Regions from separate parts of the Triticum aestivum genome. Here region 2 is linked to region 1. Evidence: chromatin contacts called from public Hi-C data. All regions are on one chromosome and are shown on one strand. The core of a region is the stretch at or near the end of the contact, and the rest is flanking DNA. Distances in the headings are between cores, read along the strand shown. Region 1 holds the start of LOC123143749 (AIG2-like protein D). Region 2 holds the start of LOC123143751 (L-arabinokinase).

The links. A called contact is a pair of places that touch in the nucleus more often than the background predicts.
Region 2: a contact with region 1 is called in a Hi-C map of leaf, with 4 times the contacts expected there. The contact joins the promoter of LOC123143751 here to the promoter of LOC123143749 in region 1. A contact is called at or near these places in 4 of 5 Hi-C or Micro-C datasets (leaf, root and an unstated tissue).

Annotation. Positions count from the first base shown.
Region 1 is chr6D:87,019,320-87,025,746 of IWGSC CS RefSeq v2.1, forward strand. LOC123143749 (AIG2-like protein D) reads left to right here and starts at 2,753. Exons shown (of 5, transcript XM_044562723.1): 1 at 2,753-3,001; 2 at 3,109-3,181; 3 at 3,339-3,431; 4 at 3,686-3,766; 5 at 4,261-4,500. The coding sequence starts at 2,763. The coding sequence ends at 4,353. LOC123143748 (auxin response factor 5) reads right to left here. Exons shown (of 14, transcript XM_044562720.1): 13 at 5,858-6,048; 14 at 4,910-5,549. The coding sequence ends at 5,351.
Region 2 is chr6D:87,166,634-87,173,060 of IWGSC CS RefSeq v2.1, forward strand. It overlaps LOC123143751 (L-arabinokinase), which reads right to left and starts at 4,324. Exons shown (of 28, transcript XM_044562724.1): 1 at 4,039-4,324; 2 at 3,763-3,939; 3 at 3,565-3,648; 4 at 3,355-3,431; 5 at 2,592-2,658; 6 at 2,248-2,305; 7 at 2,084-2,151; 8 at 1,942-2,004; 9 at 1,721-1,774; 10 at 1,533-1,635; 11 at 1,335-1,444; 12 at 1,101-1,220; 13 at 748-804; 14 at 410-579; 1 more. The coding sequence starts at 4,152.

The sequences.
Region 1 (6,427 bases), core at 1,503-4,002:
AAGGCTGCGCCTTGGCCCCGAGGCGGACGAGCAGAGCTCATTAGCCGGTTCTGGGCGCGCCGCCGCGAGCCGGAGGCAGAACCTCCGCAACGGGAGGCTGAGCCAGCGGCCACGCTGGTCGGCGACGCACGAACCGGGGGGGCGGGGGGGCGGGAGGGGCCAGGGCAGTCGGCCAGGGGGGGTCGTCCTCCTCGGCGAGGTCCGCCCAACGGATCCGCGGCAACACCTCTGAGGGAGGACGGGAGCGGCGAGGAGGCAGGCGACGCAGGAGGCGGGGAAGCCGGGCGGGGGAGGGGGAGGGGGGGGGGGGGAACGCCGGCCGCAGCGCCCGCCGGGGGCGGGGGCGCGTCGCCAGGGCCCGAGACTTCCATCTCCAAACACGCGAGAGTATAAGAGGTTTTCCTGTGTGTACATTCAAAGGAACTTATTAGTAACCTGAAAAAAAAGTATTCTCAATAAGAAAACCTGTAAAGTGAAAAACTTGTATGCACAAGTCAGCAGGTAATCAATCGTGTAAGCTAGCCATTGTTGTGATACACAAGACATAAAGAGCAGTTGGTACATCCAAATTCAAAAACCAGAAAATGAAGACAGTCATAGCAGTTGGCTTTCTGAATACCGACTACAATATTGCATCCCAAGCTGTCAACAGTATGTGAACTCACCATCACTGAGTCTAATAGTTATGATATGAACATCTATGAACCAAGAGCTGGCATATCAGACTGAATTATAGGGGATTACCACTCACATCACATGCACCTTCCCCAGCGGTTCATCCGAGAGTTGAGAGACTGCGTTTGCATTAGGCATCAGCTAGAATAGAATATTGTGAGCTGCGTCTGGCTTGGAGCCAACGATGTTGTGCTAATTTCCCCATTTTCTCTACATGGCAGCCATTCCCAAGATCAAGCACCGTCACAATTGGAATTGGTACCCTGGCGGTGGTAATCATCTGCCTAGACCAATTTGACTTAGAGAGATCTGCATAGATCAATTTAACCTGGAGCATGCTGGAAGATCGGATCAACAAATAAGTAATTTTGGAACATAATTAACGGTCGCTATCCATTGGAGATCGGATACGCTGCGTTAGAAGCAGGGGCCGTATCGCCCGCGTCATCTGGCTCGACTTGCCTCCGCTCTCCACCTGCAGCAACCTGGCCTCGCCCGGCTCGCCTCCTGGATCTGGATCCCCCTTTTGCCGGCGGCCGCCCGCCTCGCCCGCCCAGCCTCTCCGCCTGCGACTCGCCATCTCGCCTCGCCAAACGATCCCGTCGTCCTCTCGATGGACGAGGCGACCAAGCGGCGCTCCTGTTTTTTTTCTTTGTTTTTTTTAACGATCGACCGAGCAGTTCCCCAGTCCTGCTAGCTACATGGGCTAGGGACAGAGGCCCATTGTACCCGGGAAAAGCGCCCCTCCAGAATTTTTGGCCCAAGTTAGCAGATGCGGTTCAGCACAGCAAATCTAACGGCCTGGAGTTGCTAAAGAAAAAAATCTAACGGCCTGGATGGCCAGATCAGGAAAACAGATGGTCAGAAACGCATACGGGACATGGGAGGGCTGGAAAATGGCTCAATTTTACTGTCCTAAATAAAAATAAAATAACTAGATTGAAATTATACAGAGCGTTCATATCAGTCAAGTAACAAGCTGGCCTCCATCTCAGGTGTACTTTCGCAACTTTTATAAATATATGGTAAATTGAAATCATAGTAAAAATATATTCATCAGAAACCATAAAAAAAAAACCAAGTTCCTTCAGTTTCATAACGCATTTAGAGAGTACTAGTTCATTAGTAACCAGGGACATGTCTTGTCATCCTAGGATAAGTGGCATGAATATAGTCGTCTAGATTTGTCTTTTCCAGCCAATGAGGGCACTCCAATGTTTTCTTCTGCATACTAGCCAACCAAGGCAAGCAATTTCGGCCTTAGTTATCACCCGAGGCAGCTCTGCAGCTTAGTTGTGGTTCAAGATACTATCGCCAAGGCTCCATAGGCTATAAATCGAATAGGCTGTAAATTCTGAATTCTTTCAAGGAGATTATTGAAAACGCATGATGTGATGTGATGTGAAGCCACGATGATGACTTTGCTTGATATTTTATCCTTTTCTTTTTGCAGTGGTTGATGCTTACTCCTCGATAGGCTCAATGCTCATGATGCCGATGCCACTTCAATGTTGTTGAAAAGTTACGGTGCCTCCTTTTGTTCTATGCCTCTTTCACTGACCTCACACCATTGAAACATTTGATCACTTTGTTTTTGCAACATCTCCGTGTTTTAGAAATCCTTTGAATCAAAGAACAAAGAGGGAGTCCCTCGTTGATGTTTTACTCAAACAGATCCCCACGATTCGGAGATTGTACATCCATGGTCAGCAACCTTAAATAAAACACAATGTCACCCTTTAAAAAACAAGGACCTTGATAAATCCCGAACGTTCGGATTTTAGGCATGTCATCCGAACGTTTTTTCATGGCAACTTTAGTTGATGCAAGGTGGCAACTTTAGTTGTTAAGACATGACGACTTTGTTCTAATTATTTTTTTACAAAATTATTACGTTTGCCAACCTCGTGTGAACTAAAGTTGTCATAAAAAACATTCAAACTGCCATGCTTAAAATCCGAACGTTCGGAATTTATCATTTCCAAAAAATAATGTCTAGACTGAGCCACCCTCAAGGGGACCCATCAGTAGTGAGCACGCTCCAACTGCTCGCCCGGCCACGTCATTTGGACCCACCTGTCATACGAATGCTGATACAGTACCAGATACGCATCTTCGTGCAGCGTTCGGCCTCTGTTTCGCCCTCCCCTCTTCGCAGCTGTCACCGGCGGCTACTCTCTCCCCGCATGGCGTCGCCTCCTCCGCCGGCTCCCGCCGCCGCGGCCGCCCACAGCGTGTTCGTCTACGGCACCCTGATGGCGGAGGAGGTCGTGCGCGTCCTCCTCGGCCGCGTCCCGCCGTCCTCCCCCGCGCTCCTCCCCAACCAGTACGTGCGCGCGTGCGCCCTCCGCTCCACTCCACCCGGTGTTCGTCCTGTGTTCTCCCTCTCCCTCTGCGCCCCCTGTCGCTCTTCTCACGTTGCCTTTTTCGCAGCCAGAGGCTCAGCATCAGGGGCCGCGTCTACCCGGCGATCCTGCCCGTCGACGGCAGCAAAGTCCCCGGGAAGGTGCGCGCAATCCCACACACACACATCGCGTATGCTTGGTGTTAATTTTCTTAGTCTGACGAGTGCAAGTTAAGATGTGAGAAATGGCGAGTACTGTCAGTATGGAACGGTTGAAGTGCAGAACGAGTGACAATCTGTTCCTGTGTCTGTGCTGCAGGTTTGGCAGGGGATCACTGACAGGGAGCTCGATGTGCTGGACATCTTTGAGGATGAGGAGTATGTCAGGGAAACTGTTGGCATCTCGCTGGCCGTAAGTCCATTCGCCGGCCTAGGTCTCTGCTCCAGTCGATGGTAGCCGGATTCATGCCGAACCACAAAATTCAGTGGAATGTTCAGTTGAAATCAGTTATCCTGACAGCCTTTTTCATGATTGTTTGGAGGCACGCAGATAGTACTGTTATCAAGTGGTTTTGTTCTAACATGAAAGACCACCTTTCTTTGGCATCTTAGAGAGCAATTCTTCGCTAGACTGTTCAAACAGGATTGAGTACTTTGGGTTTGCAGGATTCGGCGGATATGATCGCCTATGCATATATATGGGGGAATGTGGATGATCCTGACCTCTATGGGGAATGGGATTTTGATGTGAGTGTTTCCCTTCATGCTAATCTTGAGCATTTTTTGTATTGTGAATGAAAGGCAAACAAACACCGCCACTATGGAACTCAGCGCATGCACCAATCTGGTGATGCTATGAGAAGCAAAGCTGTTGCAACATACTATGTTTATTAAATTACACGTATAATGCTACTACTCCCTCTGTCCCATAATATAAGAACGTTTTTGACACTAGTGTAGTGTCAAAAACGTTCTTATATTATGGGACGGAGGGAGTATTTGTTAAACAGTCTCCATTTGCTCAGCTGATACGAATTCTGATACGAAGAATAACATCACTAATTTACTAGCTCTAAGAAAAGCACGTGCTTGATTTAATGAAGTTCTGAGTATGCCATTATGTGCTGCTCACCGGTGGCGGTATATGCTGTTTGGCAATGTCTTGCTCTCTTCGGTTTTCTGGGACATGTTTCCGTAGTATCCATTCAAGCACTGACCTGTATACTATGTGGTATCTGTAGGAATGGAAGAAAGTGCATCTGAAGGACTATATTACAATGACACAAGATTTCAGGGAGGAACTGGAACAGCTTGAATCTGAGACACATGATTGAAGCTTGCCAATCATTCTTCCAGAAGGATTAATTCGCCAATTTATTGTATGTGCTTTGTTCAACCAGCTCTAATGTGAATTGTAAATAAGATATTCATCGGATTGCCATCAACCTAGCAAAAAAATAGTTTTCATATTTTGTGACCAAGGCTCGAGGTGTTCAACTCTACGTTTTTTCTGTGCTTTTTGGATCCCTCAATGCTGCTTGAGACACTTGCATGTGAAACAAATTAAACTTGAATTTGTTTTGCGTATGTTGTACTAGCCCTTTTGCCTGTTCATGCGATGTGCTGTCATGTAAAATTTTGCCTATGGTATATACCTATCAGTCACACTCTTCATCCCTCTTGATCAATGAACAGTTAATAAGTTCTGTCACAAAATTCAGCCAAAATAAGGGGTAGAGAAAGTCGTACTTTCAAAAAACATGTGTTAGAGGTAGTCCTGGCAATAATCAACAAAACTCATCACATTTCCAGTATGCCATGAACGGCTGACAGGTCCATTTGTCGGATTTAGAACCAAATTTCATATGGGTGTTTGATAAGACCAAACAGTAGATTGAACCAAATTTCATATCGCAGTTCCATCTTTTTTAGTAAACCTAGCAGTTTCTATTTGGGGATGGTGACCTTAACAAGGGCTACACACAACCCAACAATAGTCCAGTACAAATGTTCTTCCCAAGAACATACTATCTTCAGATTTGCCTAAGTGTCTCAGGTCTCTAACAACTCTGGGAAAGTTTTCAGTTCTCATCCCTACTACTCGTTTCAACTGATAAAGCTACATATATATCCAAAAGAAAACCTAATCTGAGGAGCATTTTCCCTTACAGCTATAAGCTGACACATCTAAACTACATTCTTCACTGCATTTCTTTTGCAGCTTTGATGATGGCTGTAGTACACATGAATCCATAATGGTGAAGACAAATAGTGAATACAACTAACCAAGATGTTAACATGACAACTATGTGAATGCGCCTCTAAGTCATGTCATTCGAATTGGTCATAGGGGCCGATGGAAGGGTTCCCGGAGTTCTGCTCGTAACGAGGCTTCCAAGTATTCCCTCCATCTGAGCTGCTGCAAGCCTGGTTGGGCAGAACATTGCTCCCTAAATCACCATCCAGACTCATCTTCTGCACTTCTTGAGGGGACAGGATCCTAATGCACTTGACGCAATTCACAAACTCCCTGCATCATCCACATGAAAAAAATTAGGGCAAGCGATGGATAGAATCTCTCACCGTGAACATTCATGTGCACATCCTATATGCATCAACACAAACTTAGATGTATGAAAAGAGGATAGTGGCACCAAACACAGTCTATTCCAGTTTTTTCTTCCCGTATTTATGTTTCAGTTATGTCAGTGTCCTGGATTGATCCTATTTCACATTTCTAGACATTTCTACATGTGTCCTTTTGACAAACTATATTTGGTTCAGACTGGGAAGTTTAGAAATTCACTTAAACACAGGCAGAAAGGCAGATGGACTTACTCCCATGGGTCATCGCCGAGAAGTAGGACGTCATCCTCATGATCTGTGTAGACTAGCTTCCAACCTATTCTCTGTCGGTCTTCAAGTTGCCCCTCTATACCAAACATGCGGGCCAAAGCTTGATTCAGTTCTCCATATCCAGAGAACCTACCGATGTCAATGGACCGGCCTACAGCTCCACGCTTGTACACCTACAAGACACAGTTTAAGCTAAGATACAAAAGGGGGAAGCATACAACAAAGAAAGCATACTCTCAAGAGAATATGGCTCCATAATGAGCATGGGCATACGAGGGCCCCGATTTCCAACTGACCCTTTAACAAGCTTTTAGAGCTCTTATGTGCCTATGTGTGACCACCTCATCCACTACACATAGAAGTGTCATCTTACAACATATATCTCATGCAATCAGTTCTTATCTGAACCATCAACCACCATTTCGAACATTATTACATACAGAATGTAAAATTTATCTTGGTAAAAAACTGTAACTTTGCTAAACTATAATTGTTGTTGGTGTATTCCTTTTTTAAAACTTTTTTACAGGCAATTGCATTGACATTATTTTA
Region 2 (6,427 bases), core at 3,074-5,573, 150 kb after region 1:
TATTTTCAAGTATCAAGAAAATGAAGGGTGCGTCATCAGACATGGTTGTAACTTTTGCATTATCTAGTCTAGTATAGGGAAAAGAAGCAGAACCTGGGACAGGTTACATAATTCACTATTCAGGGACTGGAAAAGGCAGAACTGCATACCTCCAAGTCAAAGAGTACAGAAGCAGCAGTCCTTTCTCGGGATTGCTTCTCAGGGATCCTCGGATCGTTTCCAACAAGCCCAGATAAACTTGTCAGGAAAGCCATAGTATCGGTTAATCCTTGCATATCTCCATGGAGAATCTCGAAGTCCTCAAAAGATCTGACAAAAGGTAAAGATATATAAATGGGAACATAACATCATACACTCTTGGAGAATCGGCAAATGATATGAAGGAAAAAGAAAGGAAATGTGAACTTACGATCCTGCACTTCCATTAATCCGACGAGACGCGGGTGCTACTGCTGGGCGAACACCGATTTCTTTCTCGGAGAGAGAATACCATTCAGGAATTCCTACATCTCTCCCCGGAGCCCTCTGTAGTTGGTATCCTAGCACTATGGCATCACGTAATCGTCTTGCCCCGCTCAACTATAATTGTACAATCAATCAAGTTTATTAAATAAGGGCAAAAGATGTGAAATTTGTTAACAAAAGTTTATAGTTTAAAATTTCCAAATCAGCAAAAATCAAGGTACAACAGAAGGTGAAATAAGCCCAATGATCATAGTCAGCATTATTATATGTACAGTCACTCACCTTGCCAGAAATATACTTCTTCCCGACAGCAGTGTCCTGGAGGATATGTGCAGCCACCTGAACGAAGAAATAAAAGCTTAGAATGCATAAAAGGGTTTGCAATGCAATCTAATAAGTGGCCTGGACTGCATAAACGTTATATCTTGTTCTAAGGAAAACAGGAAATGGGATATTAAGTTGCTGCCTCCTGATTTTTTGGAAGAACTGATTCTGCAAGCTATTTAAATGCTTCTTATATTTAAAACCAAATTGTCCCTGGTTGTTCTGTGGAAATATAATCATCAACATGATTTATAATTGAGTTGGCAAATAACATTCACAAATATTGCACCTGGGAGCGGAAAGTAAATTACCTCGCCACCATTTATTGGACGATCATAGCAGGGCTTAAGTGTTAAAGCACGTAGCAGATAAGGTTTCCAATGTCCAGTAAGTAAATCCCTCCGTATCATCTCAATGCCACATTGATAATGCTGTTTTTTAAGGGACAAAAGAGCATACAAGACAGCGTGTCATGGTACCTGAATGACAGTCTTATATAGCCTGAAATACCATTTATGTAAGGTGATGCTCAGAGATGTTTTAACCTCAAGCATATTCCGCAGAAAAGGCTCTTCATTGAAATAATCTCTACGAACAAATACAAATGGCAGCTTGTACGCCAAAGCCTCACTCACGGTACCATATCCAATTTTCCCTACATGAGAGAGCCACAATTGTTATGTGTCGGGCAAGAAAAGGAACAACAGAGAAAATAACACCAATGTTTATAACATTGTGTTTACCAAGCATGCAGTCAGATGCTGCCATTAAATCAGGTGTGTACGCATCCTTTGCGAGCTTGACATAATTTGGAGGAAGCTCTTGAGTATCAGATGCACCACATACCTGTCAGAAAATAGCATAATTTTAGTCAGAAAGGTTGGCAAGGCACTGAAAGGAAATATATAAATTGTCGTCAAACAAACTGTACCAAACAAAGCCAACCATCAGGCAACCACTCTTTCTTCAATTTCCATCCTGCCGGCTGGAGAATAGAGTAGTATCATCATAATGACATTAATATTGAACTAGTATAAAAAACAAAGATCAAAATTTAACAGATATGTGTGATTAGCTGTCATCAGTTAATTTATTAAAATGAAGTAAAGCATCCACGTATAAGAAAAAAGTCCTGCTTAGTTAATGGCCCACCTGTCCTCCAAAGTTGAAAATGACCACCTTAACATCCTCTGCAATCCCTAGTTCCTTTCTCACCTGATATATGAAAATTGTAGAAGTTAGACACAAATAATATGGATTATAGAGTAACATTCTCAAGCAGAATCATACATACCTCGGATCGAGATTTGTGTAATCTTCTCACCACAAGAGGCACATCAATAACATCACGGAAAGCAGGCACTGTAGAAGATAAAATCAATCACTTCTTATTCATGAGAAGTGCAAGTCAATATTTAAGATCTTTGGAAATATCATCACTCAGACAGGGGGACATACTAGGGCAGTATCCAGGGAGTCGTAGTAAGAACTCACAATGTGAGTAATCCTCTGCTATCTACAGTTATTGTCAACAGGTGTACATGGTTATTAAACAAACGTAATAAATCGCAGCTTGCATATGTACACTGTGAATGGCCAATATTAAGGAAAAATACAGATGTCGATTTCAGCTCTGGAAGGAGGATGCTTTTAAAACTTAGTGCCACCCAACTAATTAACACTGCATTTAATAACAAACCAGCATATATACAAGATTTATCCTAAAGGTAGAAAACTTTTAAACTTGAATTTAGCATGCCAGCAAGTGCTACAATAAGGAACTAAGTCTGCAAGCAAGGCACCTGCCACACAATTGAGCGATGATGATTTCCAGCTGCTACAACGTACTCTGCATAAATGAAGTCCCAACTGCAAATTGAAGATAAAGATCAGGGCATTTCTGTATGGAAACCCAAATAAGATGACTATGAAAAAATTATAAAAACAATTATTTGCATACTGCCTGTCAGTTCCAGATAAAAGCTACTCCCTCCGTTAACAAATATTACATCTGTCCCAGGATGTATCTAGTCACGTTTTAGTGTTAGATACATTCGTATCTAGACAAAATTGAAGACAAGAATTTTGGGACGGAGGGAGTACTTCAATATGGAGTACATACGGACTGAAATAAGTGAACAAACACACTAAAACGTGTCTATATACATCCGATTCAGAAAAAAGTTAAAACATCTTATATTTGTGAACGGAGGGAGTAATTGAATTATAAGGTATTGTTTTTTTATAACTATATGGATATGGTATTGTTAGCATTACACAGAGCTGCAGAATTTTGTGGCTTAAATATAGCAGATAACAATTTATGCACAGACCATAAAGAAGTTACACAAAATACATCAGTATGTATGTGCCATGCCATCAAGATGTTAGCAGCAGAAAATAGACATAAATTAGTTGAGTTGACTACAGTTACAGTATAAGTAAGTAAACACTGTTTCCCTAAAATACTTAGGGTACAACCTACATGACAACTGGCTCGGTCGTTTTGTACAGCCTCATGGTATTTGCAACACTTGGAACGAAGCAAGCAGAGGAACAACTCACCTGAAATTCGTGACACACACGGAGCGAATGCCAGCGTCTGCAGCCGCCCTGCACGCCACCGGGACAACATCCGAAACCTGCCCATGGTCAACAGACAACATAGCTCTGAATTCAGATGCTGCATGCCAAGCGTTCATGGAGATTTCAGATATCACATAACAGTACAAATCAACTGGCAGGAGTCGCCAGAGGAGAAAAAAATTTAAGTACCACTAAGTCAGCCTTGATTGAGTGGAGCCACTCCACTTCAGTCCTGAGTATCGCCTCGCGGGGCACCACGGCCGTCTGATGGTACTGCATTCCGCGGCCACCGTACGATCAGTCAATCAACCACAAGGCGGGGCGGGGTTAGTAATAAAGAGAAACGACACGGCCAGTCGGGTCGGGGTTTGGGGTTGGGATTGGGACCTTCTCGAGGGAGGCGAGGCGGTCGACGGTGAGCGCGTCGGCCTGCACGGCGCCGCAGTCGAGCAGGACCCTGCGGATGTGGAGGCTGGGGGAGTCGATCTCGGTGGTGAAGACGAACTCCGGCGCGGCGGTGACCACGTGCACGTCGTGCCCCGCGCCGATCAGGTGCCTCACCACCTGCGCGCGAATCGAACGGATTAAATCATAAAAATCCCAGGTCAGGGGACGGCGCGCGCGTCATCGGTCACCCCCGACCGAGAGGAAACAGAGGCGTACCTCGAGGGCGCGGGTGGCGTGGCCGAAGCCGTGGCCGGTGATGTAGTAGGCGAAGACGAGGCGCTGCTGCGTCGGCGGCGGCGCCTCCTCCGCGCCGCTTCCCCGGGCCACCATCCTCCGCGCCGCGGCCGCGCGCGATCGATACTACTCTCTGCTGCTCCGGGCGGTGACTGCGGTGGTGTCACTGTGTTGGCGTGTACTGCTGGGAGACTGGGTCGGCTGATCGGGCCTTCTTATAGTAAGTCGTGGGGCTATCTCATCCTCCTCCCGCGGGACGGGGGGGAGTGAGCGAGAGTCCGGGGCGTGGACGTTTGGTTCTATCCGAGTCCCGCGGCCCGTCCCCTTTTGGTGCCCGGTTTGTTGTGCCGCTATCGCTTATCCTCTTCCGGCGATTTGGGTGACGGACTCGTCCGTGTCACGGGCACGCAACGCTGCACTGTGAAGTCGATCTCAGTTTTGATTTCAGCCATGATGGGAGTGACGTGGAGAGTAGGATAGGGTAGGGGTTTATCTGCGGCAATGATTCCCGTATATCCCTCCCATTATCACCCAACGGACACTTGTGTATTCGTCGATCGTAATAAAAGAAAGGAAATCGAAATGGTACCGGGGATTCACTGATTCAGGCACGGCTGAGACTCCGTTAATTAAGATCGTCGTCTTTGGCTCGCTTCAGTTTTTATAGTCGTCGCTAGGTACTACGAATTTAGATGTAATTTTTATTATTTCTATGCTCGTTCTATTGTCATGATTGGAGATGGATAAGTCGGAAGTTTTCTTGCAAAAAATTAAAATTAAAATTGGTGGGCTAGGCCCTGGAATATATAGTAAACCTGGTTCATGCCACTAAGTCTTTCATCTTCTTCCTCCTTCTCCTTGCGCTGAATCGCTTGGTCAAAAGACAAACATGTCGCCCAAGACTTTTTTTCTCGAAATAGGCTTTCGCCCTCCTTTATAAATAAAGGCACAAACGGCCGAACGATACATGGTGGTGAGGAAACCCTCATACAAGCAGGTCGGAATGAAAGAAACAAGGCCCAGGGTGAGTGGCACAAGTGCAACTAAACCCAACGCCAAACATGAAGAACAGGAGAGGCCACCCCTAACACACTACAACCAAGACAACTGAAGAGGATCGAAGCCGCGCCGCCAAGAGAAACCACCGTGTCACGAGGATCCGAACACCGAGCCATCTCTGGAGAGGGCTGACTCATCGTCAAGCCGGCCCCCTCGCTCCGGGCCGTGGAGCGCCGCTCCTGCCAAGAGACGGCAAGGACCGAGAACGGAGACCACGTGGACACGTCTAAATGATAGACGGTCATCGACGCCACCCCTCGCCAGAGGCAAAGATGCACTATGCCAGCGGGAAGGCAAACCCGACGCCATAAGCCATCTGCAACCGAGAAGAACCGAGGGTCCACCGACGACGCCCTCAAGAGGGGATGACACCGAGCGCCACCGTCGTCGAGTCCAAGAGGGGACCCATACCAACACCCCCAGGAGGGAAGCGACACCCGTAGGTGCCGTCGTTGCCGGCGCCGGAGCGCAGAGCTTTCGCTCGGACCCACACAAGTGCCACCAGCGGACTCACGGTTGCCGACCCACCCCAAGAAGGGAAGTCGCGGCCAATCGCGCCAGGCCTCCAGATCCAGACCAAGGGATCACCATTGCCGAAGCTACGACAACTCCAAGGCCACCCGCCACCCCTCCCCTTGCTACCCGCATAGCCAAGAGAAGGTGCCACCACCGCTGCCACGCTGCCCGCCGCCGAGCCACCCGTGCAGCCTCACCATCCAGGGCCGCCGCCCCGGCATCCAAGGTGAACCCACCACAACCAACGTGCAGCATAACGACCTAGGACAGGCATCCGGACACGGACGACGTTATAGCGGAACCACCGTTGGTCAGGACCAGGCATCCCCGATGCCGATCCACACGCAGGGAGCTCCACTTCGGTCGGGGGCGCGGATCACCGGGCCAGCCAGCATCGTCGCCGGGGCGGCCCAAACAGACGGGCCACCGGAGCGGTGGGCCTCCATGGGCCGGATCTGGTCCAGCCCTCGAGGCCCTCCACCACCTAACCCTAGATCCACCACACCACCAGCCGCCGAGTACCCCACACGCCACTACAGCCGCTGCCGGCCATGGCCTGGCTCAAAGCCCCCAGCAGCATGCCAGGGGGAAGGACGCCTCGCGTCACCCGAAGAAGCCATGACGCCGGAGCGCCGGGGCCTCCAGCACGAGCACGCCAGGGCGTGACCCGCCGCCGCCGCCACAAGCAACCGCCCGCAGCCCGACGTCGCCCATCGCGCCCAGCCCCGCCGCCGCGCGCCACCCCGCACGCACGCCGGGGCGCCACCATCCATCTGCGAGCTCCGCTTGCGCCAGA